Linked DNA regions of Mus musculus: regions 1 and 3 are each linked to region 2. A link is a contact called in public Micro-C and promoter capture Hi-C data. All regions are on one chromosome and are shown on one strand. Each heading gives the region's core, a stretch centred on a gene start, on an enhancer-like site or on the middle of the called end of the contact. The rest is flanking DNA. Distances are from core to core; before and after follow the strand shown.

Region 1 (2,700 bases), core at 52-2,551, 740 kb after region 2:
TACTGTGTAAGGTCATGGTAGCAAGTGAAAGAGGGGAGTTATTTCTTTCAGAAATAAGGGGCAACACCATGCTATACAATAACCTCTGGTCTGTACACACACATGCTCATGCATCTGTATACACACGAACACACATCTGTTCACAGATGAACACATCCACACACATGGACATACATTCACACAAATAAAAACGAAATAGAAATAATCCACCCACTGGAGTAACCAGTCCACTGCGGGAACTGAGAAATGAGTCCTTACCACTCAAATGCTCTGAAAGGCCCCATGTCCCTGAACCCTAGCCGCCAGCTCTCAGGATGAGTTCCGAAGGAGACAGTCCCTATCTCATCTCTGCTGTGACAGGGCATTCTTAGCAGCCAGCTGGCCTCCGTAGCTAGGAACCCTCAGCTTTGCCTGCTTCCTGCGACTGAGTGGTCAACCTCACTGAATTTAGAGTCACCTAGGAAACGCACCTTCCGGTGCTTCTGTGAGGATGTTTTCAGAAAGGTTTCACTGAGGGATTGTGTGTGAAAACAGCTACATGGGAATCTGAATAACAAAGAAAAACAAAGCAAGCAAACTGAGCGCTTACATTTGCCCCTTCTGCCTCCTGCCGTCAAACACTCAGTGACCAGCCACTCCTGCTCTGGTGGCAGTGCCATTCAGTCTGTGATCCCCTGCACACTCGAATTTCCAGACAGAACAAACCCTTAAGTTTCTCTTGTCAGGTATTGTGGCATTGCGAGGAGAAAAATTAATAAGCTACCAAGCCTTGCTCACTGCAGTCAAGGCTGGCTAAGCACGGGCTGTTCCTCTTAGTAAATCACACAGGGTGCTCACCCACTGGCCGGGCAGTGTGTGTGTGTGTTGGGGGGGGGGGGGAGGGCGGTCAGCAACTCTTCACCCTCACCCACTGGCAGAGACTGGGTCTTGGTTGTCTGTCCTTCCACTGTGTTCCAGTACGGAAAGGGATCTGGCTTTTCTTTGGTTCCAAGGAGGGTAAAAGAAATGATGGTCCGCAGGATTTTGACTCCCCACCCCCACCCCACCCCACCCCCAAAAAAACCGGTTCCTGTGTCTCAGGAGTGAGGAGAGAAGTGGGAGGCTTGTCCCTACATCCCAAGGAACCTGTCATGGATTCAATTCTTCCGGGATCCTGGAATTTCCCCCCACTTCATGAGGATAAATCTAAGTCTGGGACAGTGATTACTGATGAGTGGGTGGGACGGGACAGAGGGCCATCCGCCTCTCTTCAGCCCCACCCCCTCCTCACAAGTTTCCTGGAGCCACTTCTGCACAACTGCCAGGACCGAGTGCTCAGTGTGCTCTGCTTTGGGTGGGAAAAAAAAAAAGCCAGCTCCAAACAAAGAGCAGCCCCGGTCCCGCCCGCCCCGGGCCTGTGGGCGCGTCCCCCAGTCTGAGTGAGAGGGGCAGCCAGCAGCCACCGCGGGCCAGTGGGCAAGGAGCGCAGGGTGGAGCGGGCGGCTGTGGCCAGGACAGCCACAATCACAGCTCCGGATTCCCGATCCCTCGCTGCATCCAGCCTGGCGGTTTTGGCCGGGTAAGTGCAGGTGGCGGCGGGAGACAAGAGCGCCGGTGGGGTTGACATTAAAGCACCAAGCCGTCCTGGCATGGCTCCTCCAGCTCAGCTGCCCGTCCCTGGCACGACCCCAGAGGGGCTCAGTGGCCAAGAAAGTTGCCCTTGGATGAGGATGAGGCAGCGGTGGGTGCGCGCATGGGTGTCGCACTGTGCTCAGCGGGGTAGGGGTGGGGTTGGTACTACTCTGAATGTCTGCCTTGCCTTTCTTGACTGGGTTGCCTTTAACTTTGTGCGCCCAGCTTTGATAGCTTGGGCCATACAGAGTGTCCTGTGTATGACTGGCCCTCCGTCAAATGCCCCCCCCCCCCGCTTTGTTAATCCCAAATACTAGGGGCTGTCTCTTGTTTGTTAGCAGAGGCAAAATGCCAAGTCCGTGGCTGCTGGACCCCATGCAAAACAGGGTCTGCTAGCTGCTGGCAGCTGCTGAGTCTAGGACACTGGGGGGTTGGTTGTTCCTAGGCAGTCTGCCGTCCCAGGCTGAGCTATCCACCTGGGCCCTGTTGTGTATCAGTGGAAACTGAGTTAGGCAGGCCTTGTCACCTATGTCTACGTGCTTGGCTTCCTGTGTTGAAGAGAGAATGAGGGGGATTCTGGAATGTAGGGGTTTTGTTTGAATTATGCAGTGCCCACATGTGACTAGTTGTAAAGCAGGGAGAGGACTAGTTGGCGTCTTAACTTGGGCTTAGATTGCAGAGAGCACAGGAAGAAGCAACCAGAGGCTGGCAAGTGGCACATATTGTGGCAGGAAGTAGGAAGGGGTACCAGAAGAAGAAACAATTTCTAGAAAATTCCTAAGTGCACTCCAGGGTGTAGAGTTACAGTATCGTAGGGTCTTGGGGAGAAAAAGAGGGTAGGATTGAGCAAGACTAGATGGTCTGTGTTTAATTAATGAATCACTATGAGACAGCTGGTGGAGTTTGGCAGCCTGGGCTTAGACCAGAACTTAGTAGGGAGTTTAGCTGCCATGACTATGTCCCAAAACTGTATCCCAGGAGAGTTATCAGAGCTCCATGGCGTACTGTACACAGTGGGGCCACTGACCAGGTCCTACTTGTCACCTAGGTGGTTGGAGGAACAATGTGGAGATGCCTGGGATGGGGCTC
Region 2 (2,700 bases), core at 26-2,525:
GTAGATGGTTGGGAGAAAACCAAGACAGGACCCCCTGGGGACTGTATCCAGGTCACTGTGCCTTTTGGAGCTGAACTCTCATGCTTCAGATCCACCAATAGAAAGGCAGATGTTGATTTTGCATCCAAGTTAATATGTTCATACTTAGTGCTTTGTTGGTACTTAGTGATCAGCTACTATGTTTGTCCATGAGACTTTATTGGTCTTTAAGACATTACCTGTTACACCTCCAGGGTCTTGGGAAACAACACAAACTAGAATGTGAGAAATCAGACCGTGTTCTCAGGGTTCAGTGGAAATCTGGACCTTAATTATAACATCATTAACTAGAATATTCTATTTATGCCCCCCCCCCACCCACACACACAACAGAATTTCACCCTCATGAATTTCCATGAGGCACTGATAGCTTTGCTCACTCCCTGATGTGGGAAGACTAGCTCTCTCCTACTAAAGGACATCTTTTTTTTTTTTCTTACAGTCTTGGTTAGTGTGGCGGCCTTAGTGTGATGGGGAAGGGCAGAGTCAGGAGCAGGGAGGGCGGCATTACCAGCAGCTCCTGGGGCTTCACAGAGTTGTCGGTGTAAATGCACAGCTTTTCCGCAGTCAGCGGGATGGTCTCTTTCAGCTTGGAAGCTAGGAACATGCACACTGCACCCAGGAGCTGAAGATGGGTCTTAGGAGTCGGGACTCCAGCCAAGAAACGGTCCAGGTAATTCATGGCCAGAGGAAAGACCTCTTCTTCACACTTTTGTTCCTCACAGACCTACAATCAAGAGTGGGGTAGGGTCCGAGGGGGATAGGGAAAAATTAGTATCAGAAACAGAGGGAAAAGAAAAATAAAAGCATAATCTGAGATAACAAAAAGAATTTTTTATGTGTGTGTGGGGAGGGGGAGGAGAGTAGAAAGGATAGTAAGAATAGAGATGAGAACGGTGGGGTAAATCCGAAGGGCTCCTGGGGTTCGGGTATTCCCGCAAAGCTGAAAAAGGTGATGAACTAAAACCTCCACAAACCCCAAGGCAAAGCCCAGAGCCGCCGCCGCCTGCCGTTCCCTCTGGCTCACTTCTCAGCACACCAACTCACTCTTTTTTGGATTTCGTCATCTTTTCAAAAAATCAATAAAAATATTCTGGAAGCTCCGAAAGTCTACTTCTTGGTCTCGTTCGGATCCTCAGATCCTATTCTACCATTCCCGACAATTGAAAAAAATGTCCAGGGTGGTCTCGGCGGTCCAGGGGCCGCTGTTCGGTGGGTGGGTGGAGGAGAGAGGGGGAGGGAGGAGGAGGAAGCGCGCCTCGGCCGGCCGCCGCAGTTGGAGTCGGAGCAGGGGGGAGCAGTTTCAAAAAATTATTAAAAATCGAGGGAAAATCCTAGAAACGCTCTGTGGGCCTGAAAACCCCAGAGAGGTCCCAGGCTCCCTGGAAAAGAGGTTTCGGGTGTCCGTAAGGTCGGTATCTCCACCCCAGGGGCTCTAGATCTCAGTGGGGGAAACTTGCGGAGTGTTCGGCTGCGGCCCACAAGGGCAGTAGCTAGGAAGGCTGTGCCTGCTGGGGGTTGGGTGAGACGAAACCAGGGAACCCCCCTCCAGGAGGCATGCGGGACTCTGACCTCTCATTTGGGGGTGCCCCCTAGCCTGCTCTACACACCTCCTCCCCCGCTTCCTACCCCACCCAAATCTGCGCGCTCAAGAAGCAGCCAAACTGTAAGTAACCTTGGTGAACCGAGGGCTGGGGAAGAGGGCACGATCAGAAAGAGGGTGCCCAGGATCATGGGGTGCTGAGAGGGGGTGGGGGCGCCGGCGAATGTTGCCAGTCCTTGTAAATGGAGTTTGCAAAGCAACATGGCGAAACCACGGCAGGTCCAGAGCTGTGCATACGTGGGCACCCTGCTCTCTCGGCAAAGATTGCAAGCAAGGCTAAAGCAGCGGTTCTTTCAGATTGCCCTAAACGCACGTTTTTTTCAGTATGACTTCCGGGGCTCTCCTGAATTCCCTGTTTCTCCCCCACCCCCACCTCCTGCCAAAGTGCCAACGCGGAGTCCTAAGGCTCAGACGGTTTGCCCCAACCCTGAGAGTCGGGGGCGGGGGGGGGCTCTTTATATGTTGGTATGGATTGTTAGGTCGCAACACCCTCTGGGGCCTCACTGAAGGCAGCCGGGGTTGCTTCCACACCACAGGTCAGAAATGGAGATGGGAAGACGAGGAAGCCACATGCAGGCACACGCGCGGGATGCCAACCCCCCGGGGGGGGGAGGACATCCTCACTCACCCAAGTTTTCCTCCACTAGTTAATCTAGCAAGGGACAGAATTAGCGTCTCGCCCAAGGGTGCGGGGCTACCTCGCGCACGAGCGGGGGAGGCCAGCGCAGGGGTAGTTCTCCCGCAGTTTTTAGGATCTCTGCGTGTTGGAGGTAGGGATGGAGCGGCTGGGCTTGCCTCTCCCTGAGAGCGTCGCCCGCACACCTACCTCTAGCATCCAGGTGGCCACCATCCTGCGCATGTACGGTTGGATGTCCTTCTGCACGCACTTGAAATAGGAACACTGCGGGAGGTAGCGCTCCTCGATGGTCAACAGGTTCTGCAGAACGCGGTCTTCCAGCAGGTTGCGGTCCGGCACGGCCCTGCGGACCGGGTCCACCTCGCAGCACAGCAGCTCCATAGCCAGCCGGCCACCACTCGGTCCCGACTGTAAATTTTTT
Region 3 (2,743 bases), core at 49-2,548, 780 kb after region 2:
TTGATAAATGCAGTTGTCTGGTTGGTTGGTTGGTTGGTTGGTTGGTAGGTTGGTTGGTTGATAGGTTGGTTGGTTGGTTGGTTGGTTGGTTGGTTGGTTGGTTTTTTGTTTACAGCCAGTTAACTTCCTCCATCACCCCTCACCTCCACACTTCTGCAGCCAGTGCTGCATCACACATGGAAGGCTGGATGCTCAGCCGTCAACCTCAACAAGGGGTTTACACTCCCCACAGATGCTTTCTCCTCCAAGGGCTTTGACGTTTCCCAACCCCCAGGCTATCTGTTCCCTGGAGCCTGACGTCTCCTCTCTTGATCCTGGTAGAAATGTCTCCTTCTCGGTTCCCCTTTCTCCATTACTCTTTTCCTAGAATTCTCACCACTAGCAACCACGCTGTAGCCCCATCCTGGACCCCTGCCACCATGCCCTGCCCTCATTACAGGTTTCTCTATCTCCCTGTTAGCCTGTGAGAAAATGGGAAAGCCCAGACCCTTCCAGGGGTTCTCAGGCAGGTTAGTCAGGTCCTCATCCATAAATCTATCAGCAGGAGGATCCTCGAGATTCCTGGGCTATGTGCACCACTCCATCCCCTCCATGGGGAGCCTGCTTCTCTCTCTGCACCCAGCCGCAGGCCCTGTACCCATTCTGGATCGTGTTGTCACTCAGCCCATTCAGATGGAACTCCGGGAAGTCCCGACATGAAACTTGGTAGGCACCTGTCTTTGGCTGGTCTCACAGGGACTATGTTTTGCTTCCATGGTGCCTGGACACAGGCAAAGTGGTCCTCTTGGGCCCCAGCAGTTAGCCCTGCACTCTGGATGACCTCTGCACTTCTGGAATACCTCCTTCCTCCTCAGGACCTGCTAGCTCCCTCGCTGCACTGTCTCAGCTACCTTCATGCCAGTTCTGGTGCTGTCTCTGCCCAGCCCCCCTCCCAGCCACCCCCCAGCAGAGACTGGCACCACCTCCCAGCTCTCAGGTGGGATGGCTAAGGCCCAGCATCTAGCTAGGTAAGGCTGTGGCCCGCTGACCCAGTCTGTGAGCACTGGACTGGCGCCAGGAGGACTAGAGGTCACCTTTGACCTTCCAGCAGTGACATCTTGTTAGAGGAATGACTTGATGCTCCCAAGTCTACATCCTCTCTCTTCTGCAAATAGCCAAGTGCCTCCAGCTGGTGGGTAATTGTCAGAAAATAATTTGCCCCAAGGTCACTTGCTGCTTAAACAGCTGGCTCTGTCTTTTCCGGTTTGGCTTGGTCTGAAGTCCCTGGTCCTCCCCCATTCCCTGCTGCTGTCATCTTTCACACTCAGCTGCTGAGATTTTCAGTGGGGGAGGAAGGGCTTCTCACTGCCGGTTAACTTTGGCCACGTCTTGAGTCTGCTTTTTCTTCAAGACTATTCTGAGCATAGCCTCATATCTCCATGAGTCCCGGCCCTCCTGGACCAGCACCTTAACGGTTATGTGGTGGTCTGCTGGCAAGCCTTGCAAACTGATTTTGTTTTTGCTTTTAAATCTCATGTGCAGAATGGTGAGGGGGACCAAGGAGGAGCACTTTGGTAAAGCTTCCTTGTTTGTGGCAGAGTCCACACAGCAGCGCAAGTCTGAGATGGCAATTTTATAAAAGTCTTAAAACTGACCTCAAAGATAGCAAAATAGATGCCGAGCTGCCGCCCTGCGTCATTTGCCCCTGCGTATCTGACCTAGAAATTACCAGGCACTTGGCTTGCCCCAGTGTGGGGTGAGTCCATCTGAAGACTGTTTCTAATTAACTGCCCTAATGTCCTAGGGAGACGTATTTCTACATGTTTCCTGCAGAGCCTCTCATTATAAAATACACTGGTTTCGTTCAGAGACTACTGTGCAGTCCCAGAGTCCTCGCAGCTCTGTCATTTTAAAAAGTATCTAACTTTTTTTTGAGTTAAAACTGTTCTATTAAAGAATTATCGGGGGTGGGGGGAGGTGGGGAGATGGTTCTAAGAAATAAAGACCTCGCTGTGCAAACATGAGGATGGGGGTTCGATTCCCCCAGATCCATGCAAATGCCACATCTATGCAATTCCCATGGCAACACACCTCTTCCCCAGGTCACCAAGAGCGAGAACATATGGAAGAAACAATTCCACCCGAGTCCACCTTGGCGGAGCAATGAGTTTATTGGTGTTTGTCACAGGAGCGTAGGGGACCAAAAAGCAGCTTTCTGCCTGGAAAGCTCACTCCAGTACAGATGAGGCTGAATCCCTGGCACTCCACGCACATCTTGCAGCCAGCTCCACCCAAATGTTCCCCTGTCCAGCAGTTGCTTCCTGCTTATGTAACCTTGGGCAGAGGCCTATGACTCTTGTTGCTTTTTGTGTCCTGAGAGGATGCTTCCCTTTGAAGGAAGTAGTTACACAACCCTAGGCATCACTCCAGCCTCCTGACCCTTGCTCAGGTCACACTGAGTAGTGCAGATGTGTCCTCCCAGACAGGCAGAGTCAAATCCTTCTAATGCTTGTGTTCCTGGGTCCCATCGCTCGCTTCTTGGCAAGTGAATAACTTTCTCCAGTCTTCTTTTGTGCATTGCAAAGTGCCTAGGGACACATATGCAAATTAACTCTCAGCATCAGCCTGAGAACCTGAGGGGGAATGTGTCTCAGACTTCCCCAATCTCTAGATCATTGACATGTCTGCTGGGTAGTTTCGCACTGTAGAAACTGTCCCATGCTTCAAAGGTCAGTGGCACCCTGGTTCTGCCTTCTGGAAGCCC

The links. Promoter capture Hi-C pulls out the DNA fragments that hold promoters and counts their contacts. A called contact is a pair of places that touch in the nucleus more often than the background predicts.
Region 1: a Micro-C map of embryonic stem cells shows a contact between it and region 2, with 2.0 times the contacts expected there. The contact joins the promoter of Tspan11 here to the promoter of 9330179D12Rik in region 2. A contact is called at or near these places in 3 of 39 promoter capture datasets (embryonic stem cells and trophoblast stem cells), 2 of 484 Hi-C or Micro-C datasets (both in embryonic stem cells), 1 of 115 datasets of contacts at active chromatin or transcription factors (embryonic stem cells) and 1 of 9 other capture datasets (embryonic stem cells).
Region 3: a promoter capture Hi-C map of trophoblast stem cells shows a contact between it and region 2, with 13 times the contacts expected there. The contact joins the enhancer-like site here to the promoter of 9330179D12Rik in region 2. A contact is called at or near these places in 4 of 39 promoter capture datasets (cranial neural crest, liver, pre-B cells and 1 more), 3 of 484 Hi-C or Micro-C datasets (B cells, embryonic stem cells and pro-B cells), 5 of 115 datasets of contacts at active chromatin or transcription factors (the NIH/3T3 cell line, astrocytes, forebrain and 2 more) and 1 of 9 other capture datasets (embryonic stem cells).

The regions. Positions count from the first base shown.
Region 1 is chr6:127,886,321-127,889,020 of GRCm38.p6, forward strand. It overlaps Tspan11 (tetraspanin 11), which reads left to right and starts at 1,302. Exons shown (of 8, transcript NM_026743.3): 1 at 1,302-1,558.
Region 2 is chr6:127,148,114-127,150,813 of GRCm38.p6, forward strand. 9330179D12Rik (RIKEN cDNA 9330179D12 gene) reads left to right here and starts at 1,276. Exons shown (of 3, transcript NR_040274.1): 1 at 1,276-1,450. It overlaps Ccnd2 (cyclin D2), which reads right to left. Exons shown (of 5, transcript NM_009829.3): 1 at 2,469-2,700; 2 at 551-766. The coding sequence starts at 2,660.
Region 3 is chr6:127,931,708-127,934,450 of GRCm38.p6, forward strand. The region is part of intron 3 of Tspan11 (tetraspanin 11); the gene reads left to right. It overlaps Gm38903 (a long non-coding RNA gene), which reads left to right. Exons shown (of 2, transcript XR_869464.1): 2 at 1-2,743. Among named protein-coding and RNA genes, the nearest start is that of Gm38903, 4.5 kb to the left of the region's middle. Within about 2 kb of position 1,299, at least 13 of the 459 cell types and tissues checked have an H3K27ac peak or open chromatin away from gene starts, as enhancers often do. A contact at or near this core is called in trophoblast stem cells, where this site is marked.